Regions from separate parts of the Sus scrofa genome. Here region 1 is linked to region 2. Evidence: chromatin contacts called from public Hi-C data. All regions are on one chromosome and are shown on one strand. Each heading gives the region's core, a stretch centred on a gene start, on an enhancer-like site or on the middle of the called end of the contact. The rest is flanking DNA. Distances are from core to core; before and after follow the strand shown.

The links. A called contact is a pair of places that touch in the nucleus more often than the background predicts.
Region 1: a contact with region 2 is called in a Hi-C map of embryonic fibroblasts, with 2.0 times the contacts expected there. The contact joins two enhancer-like sites. A contact is called at or near these places in 1 of 47 Hi-C or Micro-C datasets (embryonic fibroblasts) and 1 of 2 datasets of contacts at active chromatin or transcription factors (alveolar macrophages).

The regions. Positions count from the first base shown.
Region 1 is chr1:29,608,888-29,614,122 of Sscrofa11.1, forward strand. No RefSeq gene overlaps it. Among named protein-coding and RNA genes, the nearest start is that of SGK1, 140 kb to the right of the region's middle. Within about 2 kb of position 3,299, at least 7 of the 83 cell types and tissues checked have an H3K27ac peak or open chromatin away from gene starts, as enhancers often do. A contact at or near this core is called in alveolar macrophages and embryonic fibroblasts, where this site is marked.
Region 2 is chr1:29,104,903-29,110,172 of Sscrofa11.1, forward strand. It overlaps the pseudogene LOC110260030. Among named protein-coding and RNA genes, the nearest start is that of ALDH8A1, 47 kb to the left of the region's middle. Within about 2 kb of position 3,754, at least 56 of the 83 cell types and tissues checked have an H3K27ac peak or open chromatin away from gene starts, as enhancers often do. A contact at or near this core is called in alveolar macrophages and embryonic fibroblasts, where this site is marked.

The DNA.
Region 1 (5,235 bases), core at 2,049-4,548, 500 kb after region 2:
GAGCTGTAGCTGACAGCCTATGCCACAGCCACAGCAATTCGGGATCTGAGCCGCATCTGCAACCTACACCACAGCTCACAGCAACGCCAGATCCTTAACCCACTGAACAAGGCCAGGGGTCAACCCGTGTCCTCATGGATGCTAGTCAGATTCATTAACCCTTAGCCACGATGGGAAGTCTCATTTGTCTCTCTTGATCACACTTGGCCATACTCTCATTTGTGCTTTGTTGTTTTTCAAGATATTTTAAATTCAGTTTTTGTTTTCTATCTATGTATTAGCTCCTTCAGAGCAAGGAAAAAAATCTAAAGATATTTTACAAACTACTGTGCCTTACACACAGTGGGTATTCAGCAAAAATCTAATGATGCACTGATGGAGTCCCAGTCTGGAAGCACCTGTGAGGTACACCTGACTAAGAGAGAAGGGAGGTCAGTCATCATGAAGTGGTACTCTGGATCTTTTTTTATTATCTTTTTTTTCTTTTTCCTACCCTTGCTTCCCCATATATGAAGTTCCCGGGCCAGGGATCAGATACAAGCCACAGCTGCAGCAAGGCTGGATCCTTAACCCACTGGCCTGGGCAAGGGAGTCGAACCTGCATCCCAGCACTTCAGAGAAGCCACCAATCCCGTTGAACCACAGTGGGAACTATGGTTTCAGATCTTTGTCATAAGTACTCTTATTCTGATCCACTAGAGGTTCTGACACAAAGTGCAAGGTAGGAATCACACAGCCTAAAAAAGTAAAGTGGCAAACTCTAGAGGGAAGTTTATTCTGATGTTGATGATGATGATGGTGATGAAGATGCTGATAAAGATTTGACTATTAACTACATTCCAGATACTTTTCTAGGTCCTTTACATATATGTACTAATTTAATCCTTACAATAAATAGTCAACATGATCTGCATTCATGGAGAAAACATTTGTGCATGACATAAGAGAATCAACTCAATAGGAAAGAGCAAAATAGAAATAGAAAAACAGTAAATTTTTGAGTCAATGTCCTTTTCCCATTAAAAGTCTTAATACTCACCCCAGGGAAACAGCATATTGCATAATATTAAAGGCATTTGCATTTTTCGTTGCTCCCTAAAGCTCTCCATTACCAAGGAAAAGGATTTTCACTCAATTAGATCACGAAGCAGAGGACTATGCATGTTGAGTCCCCAGATGTAAAAGACTTGAAGAGGTTGTGTGTAGGGGAAAAATGAATTGATAAAAAAGCCTGTCCTAGGATGTATGTTGGTGCGGGAGTAGCCTCCAGTGTGAGCAGCTAGGTGTTTATCCCTCGTCTCTTGCATGCGGGTGGCTGTCTTGAATGATACAACTGATTTTCAGCAGAAATCAATTGTACATTCTCAGACTGGATGTGGTTAGCTGAATCTAGAGCATTTTAGTCCTTGAGTCTTCCACTGTCAAATGTCAGCCTCACGTATACTTAGAATGTAAATTCAATTCCCCAACTGGGACAGGCCAGCAGAAAGAGTAAAACCCCGTATATCTTCAAAATTATATTGTATATTCAAGATGTAAATTTGAGTAGGAAAAAATGCTGTCATTATTACCGATTATTAAATGTGGCTATTTAGTCTGATTTTTCAGGAAAGTTGAATTTATGGAGTTACAGGATTCCATAGAATAAGCAAAAGCTGAAGGCAGTGGTATTAAATTTAAAGTGCTATTAAAGGCTGGTTTGACCGCAGATTTCTTTTCAGACAGAGGGTAAGTACAATGACTTTTGGGTGGTTCATTTTATTTTTTATTATATATATAGTCTTTTTAGGGCTGCATTCATGGCATATGGAAGTTCCTGGGCTAGGGGTCAAATTGGAGCTACAACTTCTGGCCTACGCTACAGCTACAGCAATGTGGGATTCAAGCCACATCTGTGACCTGCACCACAGCTCATGACAACTCTGGATTCTTAGCCCACTGAGCGAGGCCAGGAATCAAACCCATGTCCTTATGGATCCTAGTTGGGTTTGTTAGTGCTGAGAACTCCTTAGTGGTTCATTTTATTCTCTACTTGAACTACCTGAATAAAATTATGGTCAATTTTGTTGTTTCTTGTTTTGGCGATGAGGTTTTGCTAATTAGATCATTTGATAAAGCCATAGGCTCATTAGATCAAAGTTTCATGCCCTGAAATTCACCACCCCACATTGAACCCCAACATAGTCACAGTGTTTGTCACAAATAGGACCAGATGCTTGATGCTCAGTGGTTGTAGAATGCATCTTCGTTGAAATTACAGTCTGAAATGTTACTTTTCACATAAGTTATCAATAAATGTCATCCCTTTTAGCTACATTTAGTTCTTCCATATTGAAGAGTATGTCTGAGGGTAAAGCAATAAGCGTCTGAATGGTACTAAAAATAGTCATTTACGTGTGTAACCAGTGTGAGTTGTTCCCTGACACTAAGAGTACAATAAATGCCACCATCTGTGGGGCATTTAATAACCAGCTCCCTAGACACACACACACACACACACACACACACACACACTCACAGTTCTACCCCAGTTTACACTATGCGGAAAAGCTACTCTGCCTGGATGGCCCCAGGGCCCAGACTTGAGAAACCCACAGCCTTTTTGAAATTATCTTCCCAGAGTCCATCAACTTCTCTATTCCTCTTTTTTTGGTAGGAAATTTGAAAGAAAAAGCTATTATATATTCCTGGAGGCAACCATAAACCTAGCAAGAGGCCTCAAAAGGATGGATCCAGCCTACACACAATTTTTTTTGTCTCTCGAGAGAGTTTTAAAAATTAGAAAAATTTTTCATAAATATATGGTTGTTCAGTTTCTCTAAAATGTCAGAAGATCCAGCATCCCCAGACTGTCATTTCCATGGGTGACAATTTGCTGGGGCTGAGTAGCAGCCCCCTTTTCAGGGGGCCCCAGTCACCTCAGTCCCTGACAGACTCACTCAGTTCCTTAGCCGACCTAGCCCTAACAAGATTCAAGTTTTGACCTGGCCTAAACATTAGGGCGAGGACAGGAGGTCTATAACAGTGAGAAAAACCTCAAAAATATTGATTCTTTGATGAACATGTCTGTAAGCACCAGCTCGTTGCGTGTTTGCATAACTTCCCTCTGTTTCAACTTCCCATAGCAACAAGCAAATAATTGCCCAAAACTTCTCACGGGTGAGGACATATTTCAAAATTCATATACTGACTCATTTCAATCTTCACAAAAACTCTATGGGGTAATATATTTTTATCTCCATTTTGAGATGAGGAAACTAAAGAACGGAATTAAGTAACTTTTTCCAGGTCACATTGCTAGAACTCAGTGAAGAGGGAAGAATTAAACCCAAGTAATCTGTCATCAGAGTCTTTGTTTTTAGCCACCATCACATTCTATCACGCCCTGCATTCAGTTAAAAATTCTATTCTTCAGAGTTCCCGTGGTGGCTCAGTGGTTAGCGAATCTGACTAGGAACCATGAGGTTGCAGGTTTGATCCCTGGCCTCAATCACTGGGTTAAGGATCTGGCGTTGCCGTGAGCTGTGGTGTAGGTCGCAGATGCAGCTCCGATCCCGAGTTGCTGTGGCTCTGGTGTAGGCCGATGGCTACAGCTCCGATTTGACCCCTAGCCTGGGAACCTCCATATACCACGGGAGCGGCCCTAGAAAAGGCAAAAAGATTAAAAAAAAAAAAAAAAAAAAAAAAAAAAAACCTATTCTTCAAAACATCTCTCCATGTCTATGAAAGATACTCTAGATCCTCAAAGTCACTGCCTATGGGCTCCCAGACACCCTGAATGTATTATCACCAAAATCATCATACAGCCCCAGGATTGCCAGTCAAACTTTCTGTCCAGCTTTGAGCAACAACAGTGTCTTATTCACCATTGTCAGGTGTATAGCAGACATTCAATACGTCTTTGTTGAGTGAAAAAAATAAAACACGTGCTTTGTTTTTTTGCTTTTTAGGGCTGCACTTGAAGCACATGGAAGTTCCCAGGCTAGGGTCAAATTGGAGCTATAGCTGCTGGCCCATGCTACAGCTCCAGCCACAACCACAGCAACTCAGGATCTGAGCCGCATCTTTGACCTATACCACAGCTCACAGCAACGTGGGATCCCTAACCCACCCAGTGAGGCTAGGGATCAAACCCGCATCCTCACGGATACTTGGAATTGTTTCCTCTGTGTCACAATGGGAACTCCAAAGTGTGTTTTTAAGACTTTGCATGGCTACCCTCTTGCACCAAATTATCATCACATCGAAATCAGACCCATTAACATCCTAGTCTCATTGCCTCTGGACTCCCATCTTTCCACTGCTATGTTCTCCTCCACAAAGGCAGACGATAGCAGCTGGTGCACAGATATTGTGAGGATTTAATGAAATGTTTATAAAGTGCCTAACCCAGTGTCTGGTAGTTATAAAGCACTCACAATGTAGTACCTACTGTGGTGGATGCTACTAGAATATTGCATTTAACATCCTTTTTATAAAGTTATCCCCAGGTCCAACATAAACTCCTGCCTCCAGCCGGCATGTGACTTCTTTTTCATCCCCCCTTGTGATTCTCCATCTGGCATAAAGGACAAAGTGCCAAAAGCCACAGAAGAAGTAGGTCTCAGCCCCTAGGAGCAGAAATTGTACTTGAGAATTTGGAATGTATTACTCTTATGTTAACACCTACAAGTGTGTATTATAGAATATAATATGAAATTCGCATAAATTTTTAAAAGGATAAAACATGACTTAAAGAAAATTTTTACTTGCAAATGATTGCTTTGGGTTAATATCCTCAGAACCCTCTGGAAACTAGGTCCACAGTCCTATGAACGTACAGTCCAGGAGTTCCCACTGTTGACAAAAACAAACAAACAAACAAGCAAACAGAGTTCCTGTTGTGGCTCAGCAGTAACGACCTCAGCTAGTATCCATGAGGATGCAGGTTCGATCCCTGGCCTTGATCAGTGGGTTAAAGATCAGGCATTGCCGTGAGCTGTTCTGTAGGTCACAGATGCTGCTCAGATCCCAAGTTGTCATGTTGTCATGGCTATGGCATAGGCTGGCAGCTGTAGCTCTGATTCTACTCCTAGCCTGGAAACTTGCACATGCAAAAAAAAAAAAAAAAAAAAAAAAAAACTGTCCAGCCCCCAACGGAACACTCAGGATACATCCTGCCTCCCTTGTTCTGAATGCTTTTTTGTAGCCACCGGTTTCAATGAGAACGTCCTCCCTGAATGTTTTCAGTTAACA
Region 2 (5,270 bases), core at 2,504-5,003:
GTTCCTGTCTTTGGAGAACTTTTTTTTTTTTTTAAAGACAATCAGTTTAAGAATGTTTATAGTCACTACAATTTGTGACAATCAAAATAATTTTCTAGCGGAGTCCACAGTGTTCAGAGATTCAAGCTCAAGGCACTTCGGGGTTTGGCGCATCAAAGAGTAACAGAAATGAAATCTGGTTTAGAAGCTACTGATTGTTTTCAGAATGTGCAGTCCCTTCAAATACTGTATGACATTTACAACTGAAAAACCACCTTCTGCTGGCATTACATTTGTCTCATCAGTGCATTTTTATCTATAACCACTAAACAGCACAGTAAACCAATACACAGAAAACTGAAAATAAAACAAAGACCATAAGAAAATCTAAATGTCTTTAACAGCAATTTTAGTGAGTTACGTTGAACATTCTACTTAGACTAACATGCAAAAAAGGATGGCCTGCTTTTAAGGTTTTCCTTTGACGCTTTACAAGCACCCAGACATCACACACAGGCAGGCACGCATGCATGCGCGCCCTCGTGTGCACACACAGACACACAACACAATCATACTTAACAGGTCAGTGAAAAATGCCAATACATTTTATACAGAGAGTCATATCTTGTCTTAGGTCCCACGATGATAATGTTGGAAATTAACACTGGATTCTCTGAAGAAGGAATCAATATTCGGATGCCAGGAAAACACAAGCTATACACAGGGTTCTGAAATATGAGCCTAAAGGAAGACCGAAACACTTGGCTGAGGGGCAGAGTTTGTCACAGCGTCAGGAAGTGTGGTTTAATCCACAGAGAGAATAAAGAACGGGGAAGAAAATGAAAAAACAACAAACCCCCTCCCCTTCCTTTACCCGAAAAGCAATAAAGGAAACAATGATTAAAATAATGATAATAATAATCACATGTCACATTCATCTAGACTGTGGCAGCTTGTGTGGCATTAAAGGTGCTAAGTGACCTGCAGAGAAACAACAGTGCAAGTCCCTAAGCAATGCTAGAGAGTTGCAACTGACCCAGCTGTGGGGTTGCTTCCAGAGGCCTCTCTTTTTCAGCCCCAAGTCACTGTATCGTGTTTGCTCAGTGCATGAGGGACATGTTCCTTCTCTGGGCCACACGTGTCTGCTTGGGCGCTGGGAGCCAGGCTGGGCCTTGAGATTCACATGTGGGGATTCTTACAAGATAAGCCATCAGGAAAACAGGTGACAGAGGGCAGCACTTGTTCAAGCACAGGAGGGCTATCTCAGAACTGGGAACTCGCTACCTGGAGAAGCTCGCCCCTGGCTGCCCCCAGAAGGTATGGGGCACACTGCAGAGAAAGGGGTGCTGTCTTTACAGGATGCAGGTGGTTACCAGCCAGGAGCTCAAGGACGGCTTTCTTGAGGGCGGAAATGGGCATCAGGAGCCACTCACAGCCACGCCCTGAAACTATCGAATCTCTTAACATCAAGAACAGCCATCAGGGAGGCTGCAGGACCGATGGTGTTTGATTGACAGCATGGGCAGTTAACCTTCCAACCAAATCTCAGGGCTTCCAATGGCCACAATACTGCCTTTCCACTTACTGCCTTTCTCCTAGCTTTCAAAATGCCAGGGCTCATCCAAAACAAACTGACAGATGGCATTTCACTGCTAAACCAACCGCAGTTCTATTTTGGTTTAAAGCAACCTTCCAGGAATAAGTCACAAAAGGATTCTGCAGCCAAAGGCTGCTGTCGTCATCTCCACAAGCTAGCGTAGGTGACCGACCTTGATGTGGCAGAGTCCGCTCAATGACACGAGTCCACGTCAACAGCACACCTGCAGCAAGAAGATGCAGCACCCAAAGGTATCAGGGATTCCAGCTGTTATTTGTCCAGATATTCTTTGTGGTAAAGCCGGGGGAAGAAAGCCTTCTGACCTAATCATACTATCAGCAACAATAGGAATAAATATAAAAGTGTCCCAGACAACTTGTAAGAAAGCAACAGCACCATTCTTTAAATTACATTACTAATATAAAAGCACTATATTCTCTGGGGAACTTACCCAATTACCCAAACCACTGATCCACTGTTGCCTTTTAAATCATGTACTAAAATTCAGATTACCGCTTTGCACAAATAATAGACCACATGTGCTGCCCAAAACACTGCATTACACTGTGTGGACCAAGTTCCTGGGTTTCACTTAAAAAAAGAAGTATTTATCATAGAAAATGTCAACAAAAGAAGTTTAAAGCTTAGAATCAAAGGCAGCATTTTACCTAGATTTCTATATGCTTGCTACAATTCTAATGGGGGTCATTTTTGGTTCACAAGTGATTCATGTCTGGACTTTCAGACCGAAAAGTTACTCTGCACTTCCTTCAAAACAAGACGAACACTCCCATGTGCTTTCTGTGCCCAAATTTAATTGTAGATAAATAGCTGTAATATACTAAATATGACTGACATGGTCAAGCATTCCTGTTGAATTGGAGAAAATTATTTACCCCTGTCCCAATCCACAAAGAAAGAACTGCCAACGAAGAGTGGCGTGTGTATACAGATGTATGTGTGTGTGTATACACACACATATGTATATATATACACACATTTATCTGTGTATATATACATATAAACAGATTACATGTGTATATGTATCTGTGTACACATACATATAAAATACATGCATATCCACAGAGAGATAAATAGGTAATGATACATATTTATCTAAACAAAGGGAACAACAAAAATACCAAACCATGCTTGAATTGTGGTAGATTAAGAGAATGTTAGAGTGAAGGGGAAAACTGATAAAGTCTATTACAGTTTTAAATGACTATGATACTAACTCAACCTTTTTTTTTAAACTGAAATTGCCTGTACCTCCTCTCCAAACAGACAGACTTCTTTTAAGAGGAAGGAGTTCCTTACACAATATACTTTGTATTCACAGAAATCTATGCTATTCAGAACAAAACCAGTTCTGCTGGCAGATTGTGAGATCGCAGGGACATTTAAGTTGTCATTAAAATGGAAAGCAATCAAATCTTTACATCTACAAATTATACATTTAATAGTTCCACAAATTTGGCAAAGTTCGTGATGACACCTAGGTTGTTTTCACCAAATCGTAGACGTAAATATGGAAATCATCATCAAACTTGATGAAACAGACAGACGGTTTGGCCTCTACTTGATGGATGACCATGCCAGTCCTTTTAGAGCCATCTTCTTTGGCATATTCCACTTGTTTGCCTACCAGGTTGTCCACAACTTCTGGTTCTCTTTCTGCTGGAGGTGAATCAATAGAATCAGGCATAATGTGAAGGTCTCCTTCTTTATAATCATCCAAGAGTTGGTACATATACAAGACAGGATCTTTCTCATAGGTGATGTAAAACCACGTGCTCATTACAGGGACACGGGCTAGGACCATTCCCCTCCACTCGGCCTTAGAGCCATCCTCGGTCTCAAACACGTGCTTCACTGCTTTGCCAATCATCGTGTCCGCTAGGTGTGCATCGCTGATTTGAGATGTTGCAACTCTATCGGGGAGGACTTCAAGCGCAGAAACCCTTTCATCTTCATTAAGTTCTAGTCCATAAACACAGTCAACTCCATCGTATTTTATAAGATACAAAGAAGGATTTACAGGCACCTGGTCCAGAACGGTTCCTTTCCACTGGGTGACAGGGCCTTCTCCCTCTTTCCACCCATGCTGAATCCTGCAGCCTACGATGCTCCGCGGAGGCTGGGAAACTGGTGTGCTGGTGCCCACACTGCTCCGATGTGTTTTGTGGGACGACTTTTTCTTCATCTTCATCATGCTTGCCGACACACCAGTATAGGCCTGCATCAGCTCTGGACCGCTGGCCAGGTGCCCTCATTCATCTGTGATTAGGTGACCAGCAGAACTTCTGGAGAGGATGAAAAGTTCAAGATTCTCCAATTTGAAACTTCTCACGGAATTCCAGTGTTCTTATTAATCCATCATCCAAATGCCGCTTTTACAAGTTCAGCAAAAGTTTGAAATCATGAGGCCTTTGCGGGGCGGCGGAGGCCAACGTCCGCAGCCCCGCGGGCCCCGCCTTCCAGCGCTGCGTTCGGGCGGGGCCGGAGGTACCCGGCCGGCCGGACCGCGCTGCCCCGCCCCCACCCGGCGCCGGCGGCCCCGCCCCCGCCTCCGGTCCCGCCCCCGGCTGCACCGCACAGGCGCAGTGAGCCGGCCGACTGCTGGAGACTTAGCGGCGTTTGTTGTTGTCCTGGAATTGCAAGTACTAAAAGGCCACGATTGGTTTTCGCTTCACTCTGTAAGAGGTCTAATATGCACAGTTCTTGCATTTCAAGCTCTTATGATTAAAGAAAACCGTACAGATAAAAATCGTAGGACAAACGAGCCCGCGCGGAGCCCAGGCACAGCGCGAGTAATAGGAAACACAAGAGGTCCCGGGGGAAGCCTTGCGTAGCACCAGCCAACGCTGGGCCGGAGTTCACGAACTGGGCCGGCTGCTCACATAAATCACCCACACCTCTCAGTGGCTAGAAAATCATGTCCTTTGCTTTGTCCTTTACAAACATTTGCAAACAAATTGTCCTCGACAAAGATTTGCAAACAAAACTTTTTAGCAGATCCTTAAGGTCTTTTGGAGGGGGGGGTGATAGAACTGCCTGAAGATGTCAGCAGCACCATCAAAACTTCCTTCTGGCTCTATTCGACCTTCTCTGTGCCACATCCGTGGGAGCCGGAAGCTTCTTAATAGTCTACTCACATTATACCTCAATCTAAAAAAAGTAATGAGCAGGAAAATTGAGTACTCGATGTGCCTCAAATGGCTTTCTATTTGGCTTGGGCAGCGGGGAAGTGGGAGTTTTTTAGCTCTTCTGTGGTGCTGTCGATATGAAGCACATTAAACGTGAGTCAGAGTGATAAGACTCTTCAAGGTTCTCTCCAGAAATTCGTTCTAAGACTTCTTAACGATGATAAAGAAACAAAAGTAAGATGCCCGAGGTCCCACTCGTTTTTCAGAGAGTCCCTAACTTTGGGGCAAGAATGTGTAATTTATTACTTGGAAGGAATTCATAATAACAATGTGTATTTATAGTTGAATGACATATATCCCAGGCCTTTAAAGCTGCTCATGAAGAGTTCAATGATTTCATAAGTTGGGCAACCAGCCCTCAATACTTTCTCTTCCTTACGGAATATGATTGACATTGGAGGGTCTGAGAACTTCTGCAGTGAAAACCCCTGGAAGACTTCAGGCTAAACAGAGAAACGAAAGTCTAATAGTGAATATTTCATACC